Linked DNA regions of Mus musculus: region 2 is linked to region 1. Evidence: chromatin contacts called from public capture Hi-C data. All regions are on one chromosome and are shown on one strand. Each heading gives the region's core, a stretch centred on a gene start, on an enhancer-like site or on the middle of the called end of the contact. The rest is flanking DNA. Distances are from core to core; before and after follow the strand shown. Region 1 overlaps Vwa8 (von Willebrand factor A domain containing 8). Region 2 overlaps Dgkh (diacylglycerol kinase, eta).

Evidence for each region. Capture Hi-C pulls out chosen DNA fragments and counts their contacts.
Region 2: a contact with region 1 is called in a capture Hi-C map of embryonic stem cells, with 7 times the contacts expected there. The contact joins two enhancer-like sites. A contact is called at or near these places in 1 of 15 datasets of contacts at CTCF or cohesin (the NIH/3T3 cell line), 3 of 484 Hi-C or Micro-C datasets (all in embryonic stem cells), 5 of 115 datasets of contacts at active chromatin or transcription factors (CD8 T cells, embryonic basal ganglia, embryonic stem cells and 1 more) and 1 of 9 other capture datasets (embryonic stem cells).

The regions. Positions count from the first base shown.
Region 1 is chr14:79,136,040-79,141,519 of GRCm38.p6, reverse strand. The region is part of intron 37 of Vwa8 (von Willebrand factor A domain containing 8); the gene reads right to left. Among named protein-coding and RNA genes, the nearest start is that of Gm30970, 3.6 kb to the right of the region's middle. Within about 2 kb of position 1,434, at least 71 of the 459 cell types and tissues checked have an H3K27ac peak or open chromatin away from gene starts, as enhancers often do. A contact at or near this core is called in embryonic stem cells, where this site is marked.
Region 2 is chr14:78,682,458-78,687,798 of GRCm38.p6, reverse strand. The region is part of intron 2 of Dgkh (diacylglycerol kinase, eta); the gene reads left to right. Among named protein-coding and RNA genes, the nearest start is that of Gm30716, 34 kb to the right of the region's middle. Within about 2 kb of position 3,493, at least 23 of the 459 cell types and tissues checked have an H3K27ac peak or open chromatin away from gene starts, as enhancers often do. A contact at or near this core is called in embryonic stem cells, where this site is marked.

The sequences.
Region 1 (5,480 bases), core at 185-2,684:
TGCTGGGAGCTGAGCTTCTGCACGATCAGCCAGTGTTCTTCTTCATCACGGAGCCATCTCTCCATCCTCATTAGTAAGCATTCTTAGCCAGCCTCGTAGATAATGATTTTAAGAGGTTTTGAAGGAACAGGCAAGGAACTATGTCGTGTGTGTGTGTGTGTGTGTGTGTGTGTGTGTGTGTGTGTGTGTGGTGGGGCTTTGGGTCTCAGAGACATGCAGACATTATAGAACTCCTCAGAGAGACTGGGCTTAAAAGACATTTTCAATCTCAAAAGAATTTCCGACAATCTCCGTATGTTCCTTTGACTGGAGGGTTTGTAGCCCATGGCTGTCTGTTTAGAGGTAAAGATAGCTTGCTGGCTGTGAGAGGGATCAGGTGAGGTCAGAGCAGCAAAGTCTGCATTCTGGATGAATTCCAAGTATGTGGATTGGAGAAGAGCCACCATGTGACTGGCCTTCCAAAAGTGAGCCTGGCTTCCATACAGCACCTGCTTTTGCTTCTCAGCAGTCTCCCAGCAGGCTGTCCCCACTGCCTGTGACAAGAGTCCCATCCATCCAGGGTGCTTTATCCATGGCAAACCTGTCCCTGCTGGTGTGTGTGTGCAGGGTTGAAACCATGCCCACGACCCACAGGTGAGGTATACATTGTTGTAACTTTCCACGGAACACAACCTTTGGGATGGTTGTTTAAAGGACGGAGGCTTTCCAGACCCTGAGGAAGGCTGGCCTATGGTGAGGTATCTCCTTGAGAACAAAGACTCTCAGATCCTGACCAATGGGTGGGTCATCTCTGGAGTGCTGTGCTCTTTGTGTGGACTGTGTGCACAGCCATTCTGTTTTAGGGAGCCCAGTGGGGAAAATTCAAGGAAAGGAAAGGACACCCCTCCCATGCGCCTATTCTTCTTAGACAACAAAAGACAGATAATTATCTAACGCGTTTCTCAACATGAACAAAACAGAGAAGTGACCTTTCTGTCTGTGCCTGTTGACGGCAGTGACCCCAGCCGCAGCAGCCAGGGGACAGTCACCGGAGCAGGAGCTCAGCTGTAGCTCCCCGCCCGGCCTGTCACAAACGCCGTAAATTTTAACAGGCAGCCAGACCTGCATGGTTCACAGTCACCCCTAGGGAGTGATAAATGCTCCTGCTGGTAGACTTATATAAACTGAGACGCAATGATCTTTTTAAAAGGATATTCCCTGTGCTCAATAAACCTGAGTGTTGTAAGGCTGAAGGGTGGCTAGCCTAAGGAGGAAAATAAACCAATCTGGCAAGAAAAAGCAATCATTTGGAGTGCTGGTAGAGTAACCTAAATGGACAGGTACTGAATTCAGCGATTTAAAACTCACATGCTTGCTAGCTGAAAACCCCCACTTCTGGCTTCATGCCGTTTATAAAATGCACTCTGTGGGTGAGAAAGGGCAGTGACGGCAGGAGTGTGACTCACGTATAGTATATGCATTCGTGAAAATTTCAGTAAAAAACGGCAGCAACCTTTACAGTGTTCAGTGACAGAGAGCTTTGTTCAGACACACCTGCTGTCACCTGATAACAGCAAAGAAATGCCACTCAGTGCAGAGGACATCCTGACGACAAGTGAAAACTTATAGGAGATTTTAGGAAGTAACATTTTGAGCTTGAATCAAAATACCAACAATACCTGATTGTTTTGTTACTTAATAAGTGGCAGATACAACCAAAGAGGACAATGAGGCTGGATCAGGGGAAGAGATTCCACCTGCTCTGTCTAGACCCCTGCCCACCGTTTGCTCACAGAGGCCTCCCTTCCCAGTGGCCTTGCTCTGCTCCTCCACCACCCACCACCCAGGAAGGTCTTGGCCTCTAAGCACTTGCCTGTATAGAGTGCTGGCAGGGAGCGATACTGCTGTTTATGGCAAAATACAGGTGGAAAACATGGCTAGGACATTTTATCAGGGGAAAGATGTATAATGAGTACCTGAAGTAAGAACAGGAGTTTTTATATGGTAAAGTTTAAAGAAAAAAGTTTATTTTTCACCTTCTGCCCCACCACATGTGTGCAGGTGCCTGTAGAGGCCAGAAGGGGGCGCTGGAGCTGGAATTACAAGTGGTTGTGAGTCACCTGACACAGGTGCTAGGAACTGAACTCAGGTCCTCTGGAAGAGTAAGTAGCAAGCATTGTTAACAATGAAGCATTTCTAGCCCCTGTGAATCTTAAAAACGAATGTTACTGTAATGTCTGCCCACTTGAGCGGGGCCAGCGCTGCTGTGTGGTAGACTACTGCTTGGAATCGCCATTCAATCCTATGTCCTGCTGCACCTGGGCCATCCCAGTTAGCACCAGTTGTCTGAGGATAATAATAAGAATGATTATTAGTTGTGATCAAACCATTTTGTTCAGAGGGCTTAGAGGTGAGGAAGAGCTGAAGAGGTTAGTGAGACCTGAGGTCCTTGGCAGGGCAGATCTCCCTGCTCCTATCACTAAAAGTCCAACTAAGTGATTAAAAACAGTGCCTTCAGTCTTAACTAATTATTGCATGCTAGTTATCATGGCTGGTTATTACACACAGCTTAGCCCTTTAGGGGAGGGAACTGTGCTATTTGGGTACTAAATTAAGCCTTGTTTCTTGGCACCAATCAACATGGGCAACACTCCTTCGGTAGAAGGGAGAGACTAGGAGTTAGACAGACTCCCCAGAAGGCAGACACACAGACAAGGGACCAGGCTAGGTAATAAAGACAGTAAACTTCCAAGATGACTGCTTCTTCCTCAGCCTCCTGACTTGAAAGAAAACCTGGTATCTTAAAACAAGAGCCTGGTGAGATTTGTCTCCCACCAGCAGGCTACCCGGTGATGGACTGGCACGATAAGTTCAAGGCTGGATCAGAACATGTTACAAACCCGTTGGGGGGCCACTCCGTCACCCTATCCTTCTTCAAACTGACCAGCCCTGAACTAGAGGAGGGAACTCTGCAGACTTAGAACTCCAGCTCTCAGGAGAGACGGGCTTTCCAGCTTCTGCTACGCAGAGGGCATTTGTCTCTGTGTGTCTGACATGTGTATGTTTCCTCACCCCCAATAAACATACTTTTTTTTTTCAACTATTGATTTCAATGATTGATTTCTCCACTGCTGTACGTTACACTCGAGACAGAGAACGCAAGTGTTCTCTATCCTTCTCCTCGGGGGTCCTTTTCCTAACTTGATGTAGTGCTCATGGATGCTGGAAGAAGCTCTAGGGCTGCCACTCCCACAGAATGCATTATAAGTAAAATTTGGCCACTGTAACTCTAAAGAACCAAACATCTAGAAATGAATAAATCTACACATGCCTTTCTACTTACTGCAGGCAAAACTCAACGTCCTTTTGTAAGTCCACCCAGACACATCTCATCAAAAGTTGATGAGTGTGTGTTACCATGCGTTATATTAAAGCAAGATTTTTCCAAAGCCTTGGGCGAATCCTTGGAAGGTCTTGAAGAGATTTTCCTCTAATCTTTATGTGAAACCTAAGAAAACACAGAATGAAGGGGAGCAGCTTGCCTGTTCTGAGTTTTCTAGAATCATCAAATGTATTCTTTGTCCATAGACATATATTGCTGGTATTTAAAAACAAAACAAAACAAACAAACAAACAAACAAAAAACCAAAAAACAACTCTTCAACATGGTTAGAAGTATAGCATTGTAACTTGTCCGCCTGGATTTAAACCCTGGTTCTTGACACATAGCCACGTAAGGCCCTCATCTACAAGAAAGACAAAGGTGCCTGTCTTATCCACAGTGGCACTGTAGGAAATCACACAGAATCGCTTGGAAAAATCCTTGGCCTCACCATACTTATCTAGACTAACCATTATTACTCTACTCTTTCTGAGAGTAAAAGATATGGCATAGTGTGAATCATCTATTTTTTAGTCGGCATGTGTTAGGTATATATCATAGTAATATTAGCACTGGGAAAATAAGTCAGGTTTTAATCAAGAAGGCTTTGTGAAATTTGAGTTGTGTAAGATTCCGCATTCTGTCCAAATCATTTAATTCCCATGACCTCCTTTGGGAAGTTCAATGTTGCTGCAGATATTCTAAACACCAAGCTGACCCTTCCTACCTCGGGCAGCCAGGCAGAGACTGCAGCACCCTCTTGTCGCCTTGCAGCTGGACTGAGAGCCTCCTCCCCTTACAACTCCTGAAAATATGTTTGCTCTCAGTGTCTAAAGGCATGGCATGAAGGGGACTTGAGACACTTCCAGTGGCGAATAGACCACATGACTGCTCCCAGCAAGACTTAAGAGAGAAAGATATCTTACGAGAAAGAGAAGAAATATGTTCAAGTGCCGATGGAAAGGCCGCTTCCGCCTCCCCCACCCCTGCAAATTCCAAATTCAAGTTTGCACTTCAATGTCTTCGGCTTGTTTCTTGTCAAGTTCAACATATTTTAAGTCAGATAATACCAACTGTGATATTTCTTATTTATTTATATGTTTCTTGGCATGCCTCTAAAAGAAAGGAAACATGTTCCACAAAACGCAAAGAAGAGAACGTGTACTGCTTTCTGTCTCATGGAAGCTTTTAGGAGAAGTTTCTTGTATTTCATTTGTAGGGTTGGAAATGAGAATGGATCTGTCTGCTGAGGAACATGCAGTCATTCGTTAACTCAGTCAGCCCACGGGCCTGCTACTGAGTGCCACTCAGAGGCCTGGGCTGTGCACAGAACAACACCCCCATTACAGTCTATAACCTTACACAGACCACTGCTAATAGTCACTGCTCTCCATATTGTGCAATTTCCACTTTGCAGGGCAGGAAAGTAAAACTCAAGCACAAAAACAGCTCATTCATTGACACACACAAAACTGTTAACGCTAAGCCCAGTTCTTGCCAGTGCAAAAGCCAGACTGAGCTGATCTGTTATGCTGGCTTTGATAGAGAATATGTTCTTAAGAGTCCCAGAGTTCTCTATTCTAAAGCACACCGTGGCAAGAAATGTGTCTAAGGCATCAGTGTCTTCCCTTTTAACTCACGTGTAGGACAGATGTACAGGAATCCACGTACATCAGCAAGGCAGCATTTGCAAGGGACCACAGCATCCTCAGAAGCCCAGGAACAGGTGCTGTACACACAGACAGTTGTGAGCAGGGCTCAGAGAGACTCAGAGATTTCCTTGTCACAGGACACTGGTAAATTATACAATCCCTCGGAGGCGGCAGTTTCTCACGTGTAAATGGGACTGACCGCATGGCCAGCATCACAAGGGTGTTGTTAGGAGGAGGAGTGGTGCTGACAGGGACAGGTCTCTTGCCTTCCCCTCACCTAAGCTTCCTGACAATGGCAACAAGGCACACTGTCTTCTTAGTTACAGAAGAAAATAGTCCCATAAAAGACCTCGGAGCAGATGGGTCGCTGACTGACGCTCTACTTGTGACAAAACCTGGGACCTAAATGCAGATGGGAAGCTCTTATGATACGTAAAAAGAATGGAAGTCATCTTTTGGGTAAGTGG
Region 2 (5,341 bases), core at 2,244-4,743, 460 kb after region 1:
AAGAAAAGAAAAGAAACCCAAAACCTCTAAAAACAGAGCAAGTAAGCTAGCCAGAAGTATGACCGGTAAGCCAGGAACAGAAAGGACATTTGTCCCAGTGTCATTTCTGTTGCTGGGATAAAATATCCCAGCAAGAGTAATTTTTTATTAATCGTTTTATTCATTTACAGTTCAAATGATATCATCCCCCTTCCTGATTACCCTTCCAGAAATCCCCCATCCCAACCCCCCCATTCCTCTTCCCCTTTGCCTCTCTGAGGATGCTCCTCCACCCACTCACCCATTGCCACCTCACTGCTCTAGCATTCCCCTACACTGGGGCATCAAGCCTCCATAGGACCAACAGCCTCCCCTCCCATTGATGTCAGACAAGACCATCCTCTGCTACATGTGTATCTAGACCCATGGCTCCCTCCATGTGTACTCTTTAGTTGGTATTTAGTCCCTGGGAGCTCTGGGTGGTCCAGTTAGTTGATATTTTTCTTCCTATGGGGTTGCAGTTCCTTTCAGCTCCTTCAGTCCTTCCCCTAGCTCTTCCATTGGAGTCCATGGGCTTAGCCAGATGGTTGGCTCTGAGTATCTGCATCTGTATTGGTCAGGCGTTGGCAGAGCCTCTCAGGGGACAGCCATACCAGGCTCCTGTCAGCAAGTGCTTCTTGGCACCAGCAATAGTGTCTAGGTCTGGTGTCTGCAGATGGGATGGATTCCTAGGTGGGGTGGTCTCTGGTTGGCCTTTCCTTCAGAATTCCAGATTCCAGCTTGTCCGTTCTGAAAAGTGAAGGCAGGAGCTTGAAGTAGCTAGTTACATCCAGTCACGAGCAGACAGAGTGAACACATGTGTGCTTGCTTACTGCTCAGCTCACCTGCTCTACTCGTTTATAGTCCGGGGCCCTACCCACATCACGCCTGGGTGAGTCTTCACACCTCAGTGAACCCAACCAAGGAAAAGCCCTGTCGGCATCCATGGGATGGTTCACCCAGACTTTCTTCCTAGGTGATTCTAGATGGTGTCAAGTTGACAGAACTAACCATCACAGGGCTAGTGAGATGGTTTCCATGGATAAAGGTGCCATGGATAGATTGAATAGACTCCTGCAAGTTGCTCCATGACCTCCAAGATGCACCATGTGCATGACCTGTATACACACACACACACACACACACACAAAGTAAATGAATGTAAAAAACAAAATTAAAAAATCCCTCTAATTGTCAAAATATTGAATCCTAAAATCTATGTAAAAGGAAGAAGGAACGGACGAGACAGACCAACACTATTGGTAGCCATAGTGATTGTTAATGATTAAAACATTCCCTTTCAATGGCCTGTTAAGCTGGAAAAATAAGTGCAATTCAATTATTGCTGTCTTATGAGAAATCCGTGTCAAATTTATCAATGCTTCTATGTTAAATATAAAACAACAAGAAGTTACAACATACAAATGCTAATCAAAGACAAGTAGAGGCCGCCTGGAGAGATGGCTCAGTGGTTAAGAGCCCTGGTGGTCTTCCAAAGGACCTGCACCCACGTCAGGTGGCTCATAACCACCGTAACTCCAATACTAGGTGGTCCAACAACCGCTTTCAGGCTTCAAGGCATCAGGAATGCATGTAGTGCACATAGGAGACTCGAAGTCAAACCACTATCTCATATAAAGTAAAAATAAATCTTTTAACAATATTCAGAAAAGTTATTATCAGGAATAATGAGAAATTAATTAAGAATATAGTGGTTCCAGTTACACAGGCAGATGAAACAACCTTAAAGTATGTAAAGGAAAACAAATTAGAAGCTGTCAAGTTTCCAGTTATACTTCTAAATTTCCATACCCCTTCCCAGTAGACAATCGCAACAACATTAAGACCGAACACCATCTTTCAAGAACTTGGACTAATTGATATTTGCAGCAGAGCACTCAGCCCAATGGCAGGATACTCTTTGTAAGTGTATTGCCCAGCAGAGCATATATTCTGGTAATAAACTGGTTCCAGTGTATTTAGTGTCCCGTTTTTGCTTTTTTTTTTTTTAATGATGTGGTGACAATTGCCACAGACTTAATGGCTTAGCAAAAAACATATACGTTATCTTTCAGGTCTGGAGGTCTAAAGTCCCAACTGGGTCTCATTAGGCTAAATTCGCATATCAGAAAGCAGAATTCTTCTGGAGACTGTGGGTGAGGCAGGATCCTTCTGGAGGCTGTAGGTGAAGACTGTCTGTCTTCTGGCTTTTTCCTACCAAAGGTCTCTCAAGCTTTGGTTGCTGTTCTAGGTTAGCCAGTTCAGCAGCGCCGATGGTTTTCTCACTTCACCATCTGTTCTTTCTGTTTTACTTTCCATCCTGCTTGTAGAGACCCTGGTGATTACGCTGGGCCCCCTGGTAATCCAGGATTCAGCGGCCCTCTGAAGGTTAGTTGACGAGCGAACTTTAAGTCTACAGAAACTTTATTGCCCTGTGTCACGCAAGGGATCAGGTATTCCCAGGTTCCAGGGATCTGGCCTCTTTAGGCCATCAGTCTCTTGCCCTTTCTGTGGTTAATCAGGCATATCCTCTGACTTTATGGCACTTGAAATAGGGGTGGTGGTGGGGGAGGAGTCAGAAATAGGGCTTTAAAAAAAAAATCAAACAAATGCTTGGAAATAAAAAAAAAGTAATCCATGGGCCAAAGAAGAAATCACAATTTCAGTGTATTGTTTGGAATAGTAGAGGAAGTGCCTGGAGAAGCTGAGAAGAAAAGGAGGTTTGGGAAGGGGGCACACTGCTTTCTGGAACTGCAAGCAGTGTTGGCACTGGGGAGGGGAAAAGTCTCGATCCCAAGAATTTAAGGATTTGGAGCAAATGATTGTTTTTCCTGGTCCAACCTGGGAAAATAGCAGTGCAATCTCTGTAACAAGTAACAGCTAGCCGGCCATTGGTTTGGTCACTTCCAGTGTCGTTATAAAAATCAGAAAAGTTGGTATTGACATGGAAAGTTGAGCTGCTCTACCTGATATCAGGAACAGAGCTCTGGAGCCTAAATTATAAACAAGCTCTCCCTTTTCTGCATTTGAGGGAGGGAGGGAGGGAGGGAGGGAGGGAGACAGGGAGACAGACAGACATGATGGGCAATGTGTGTGATATGTATGCATGTGATGGTGTGGGTAAGAGAAAAACTGTGTGATATGTGTGTGTTGGCATGGGTATGGGAACATACACACGCTGGACCACATGGACCTGTGGAAGCCAGATATCCACAGGGATGTCTTTCTTGCTGTCTGCCTTATCTTTTGAAACAGAGTCTCTCCCTGAACCTACGGCTCCCTCATTGTCTACACTGGTTGGCCAGTGAGCCTATCCCTGAGCTGGGCTTTGAAGCCTTAGTCACCCTTCCTGGCTTCTCCATGGATGCCAGGGATATAAACACAGGTCTTCATGCTTGTGCAGCATGCACTTGGCTGACTGAGCCATCTCTCCAGCTCCTTGGTCTTAATCTAATCTAAGTTCATTTGCATTTCCTGTCACTCCCAAGGCCGAAGGTTGGCCACTGCCTGTGTGACATCAACAGACCTCCATCTCTGGGCAGCAGCTTAAATAAGCCACCGTTGCTGTCACTGTTATAAAAATGGAGTTTAGCAGTCGATCTCCCAGTGGCACGCTCCTTCATGTTTGTGTGTACACAGGGGAGAGTGGACCGTGCAACCTTTCTTCAGCGGGTGTGGAGGCTGCTTTCGGGCCTGTCACTCCCTCTGATTGTTAACATTACAAAAGTCAGCAGGTCATTTAAAACTGCACTGTATAGGATTGAAGGGCAACAGACTGCCCTGCCCTTAGACTACCCCCTGGTGATGAAGGATCTGCTGGTATTACTGGATCCCCCTAAGGCCGAGAGTCTGAGAGTCTGGAAGGAACAGTTGTGGTTGGTATTACAGTTGGCTTCCTTGGGCAGTAGCTTTCATTAAACGTTGTGTGATACCAACTAATCAGATTAGGTTATAGCCTCTGATGGACTGATAGACTATCCAGCTAGGTGGATGTTGAAGGAAATATGTACATGGCCAGAAATCAGTATGGTCAGTGGAATGTGTTGTTGAGCGAGATGGTGGTCCATGGGTTTCCTCTGCTCTAAGACATCTTGTTGCTATGGCAGGATTGTGGGGTCACACACACACACACACACACACACACACACACACTGGGAAGTACATAGTGGTTTTGGGGGTGCAATAAGATAAATATACTTAATGTCAATAAAAATATAGTAAGTAGAATGATTGTGATGTATATATATATATATATGCACACATGTAATATAATGCATATAATTATATGTATATATATTATAATGTACTTTGCATGTATGTTTCCAGGGCTGGCATATGGTATTGGAAAACCAGTTTTGCTCTTCCCTGAGGAGGCTATTTCTCCTGTTCTTAGCATTTCTTAGTTGTCTGTAGACCTTTGTGTATGGTTGAGGCCTCATGAGATTTCTCTTTCCCGTGTTAGTATGTCTGACACAGTTCCAACTGAAATATCTACAACACAACCCCTGCACCTAAGGCTTAGAAATTATTTTGGAAGAAGAGAGGAGAAAGATTGCAAGAGCCGTAAGAATAGATGTTTGTTGTGAAATTACGTCTCCTAGAATTGTCAGAGAAACTTCACCCACGAAGTCTCACCAAACATGACTGCCTAAACAAGACCTGAACACTTTCAACCCGAGTAATTTCTCAGAGTATTTACAGGGAGCAACTATGAAGACTGTGACCATGTCCGTCTGTGGGACAGAGGACAGTGGCTTGATGCGTACTGTAAAGCAGTGAATACCCAAAGTTGGTCGTTTAGTAACTCAGGCTTCTGCATGCAGAAACATCTGTCTGAGCCTCCCTACACCATAGTGAAGGATGGGAGAATCTATTGAAACTTGCTCTTTATGCTTGATGTGTTGAGAGTAATAAAGGACTTTTTTTCCTTCACCCAGAATCTATCTTCTATCAGCATACACGAAACAGTTGACAGACCAATCTGCTGAGGTCCTGATGCTAAAGCCTCAGGTGGAATGATGTCAGCCTTAGGATGCCTGCTCAGTGTTTTTATTCAGCGCCATGCTGGGGGGTCCTAGTTAATGCAGTGAGTTGGAAAGGAGAGACATACGGTTTGAAAAGAAAGAAAACAGCTTCACTCGAAGGCAACCTAACTATGTAGAAGGCATGAAGGAGATTCCGAAGCAGTTAATAGAAGCAGTAAGGGGGCTGAGCGCACAAGGGTGGACTCTCTAACGATACTTCCTACGACACTGAGAGAAACGTGTGTTGGATATTATGAAACATAAGTAAAAGCAAAGATTTGGGTGTGAGGTTGGCAGGT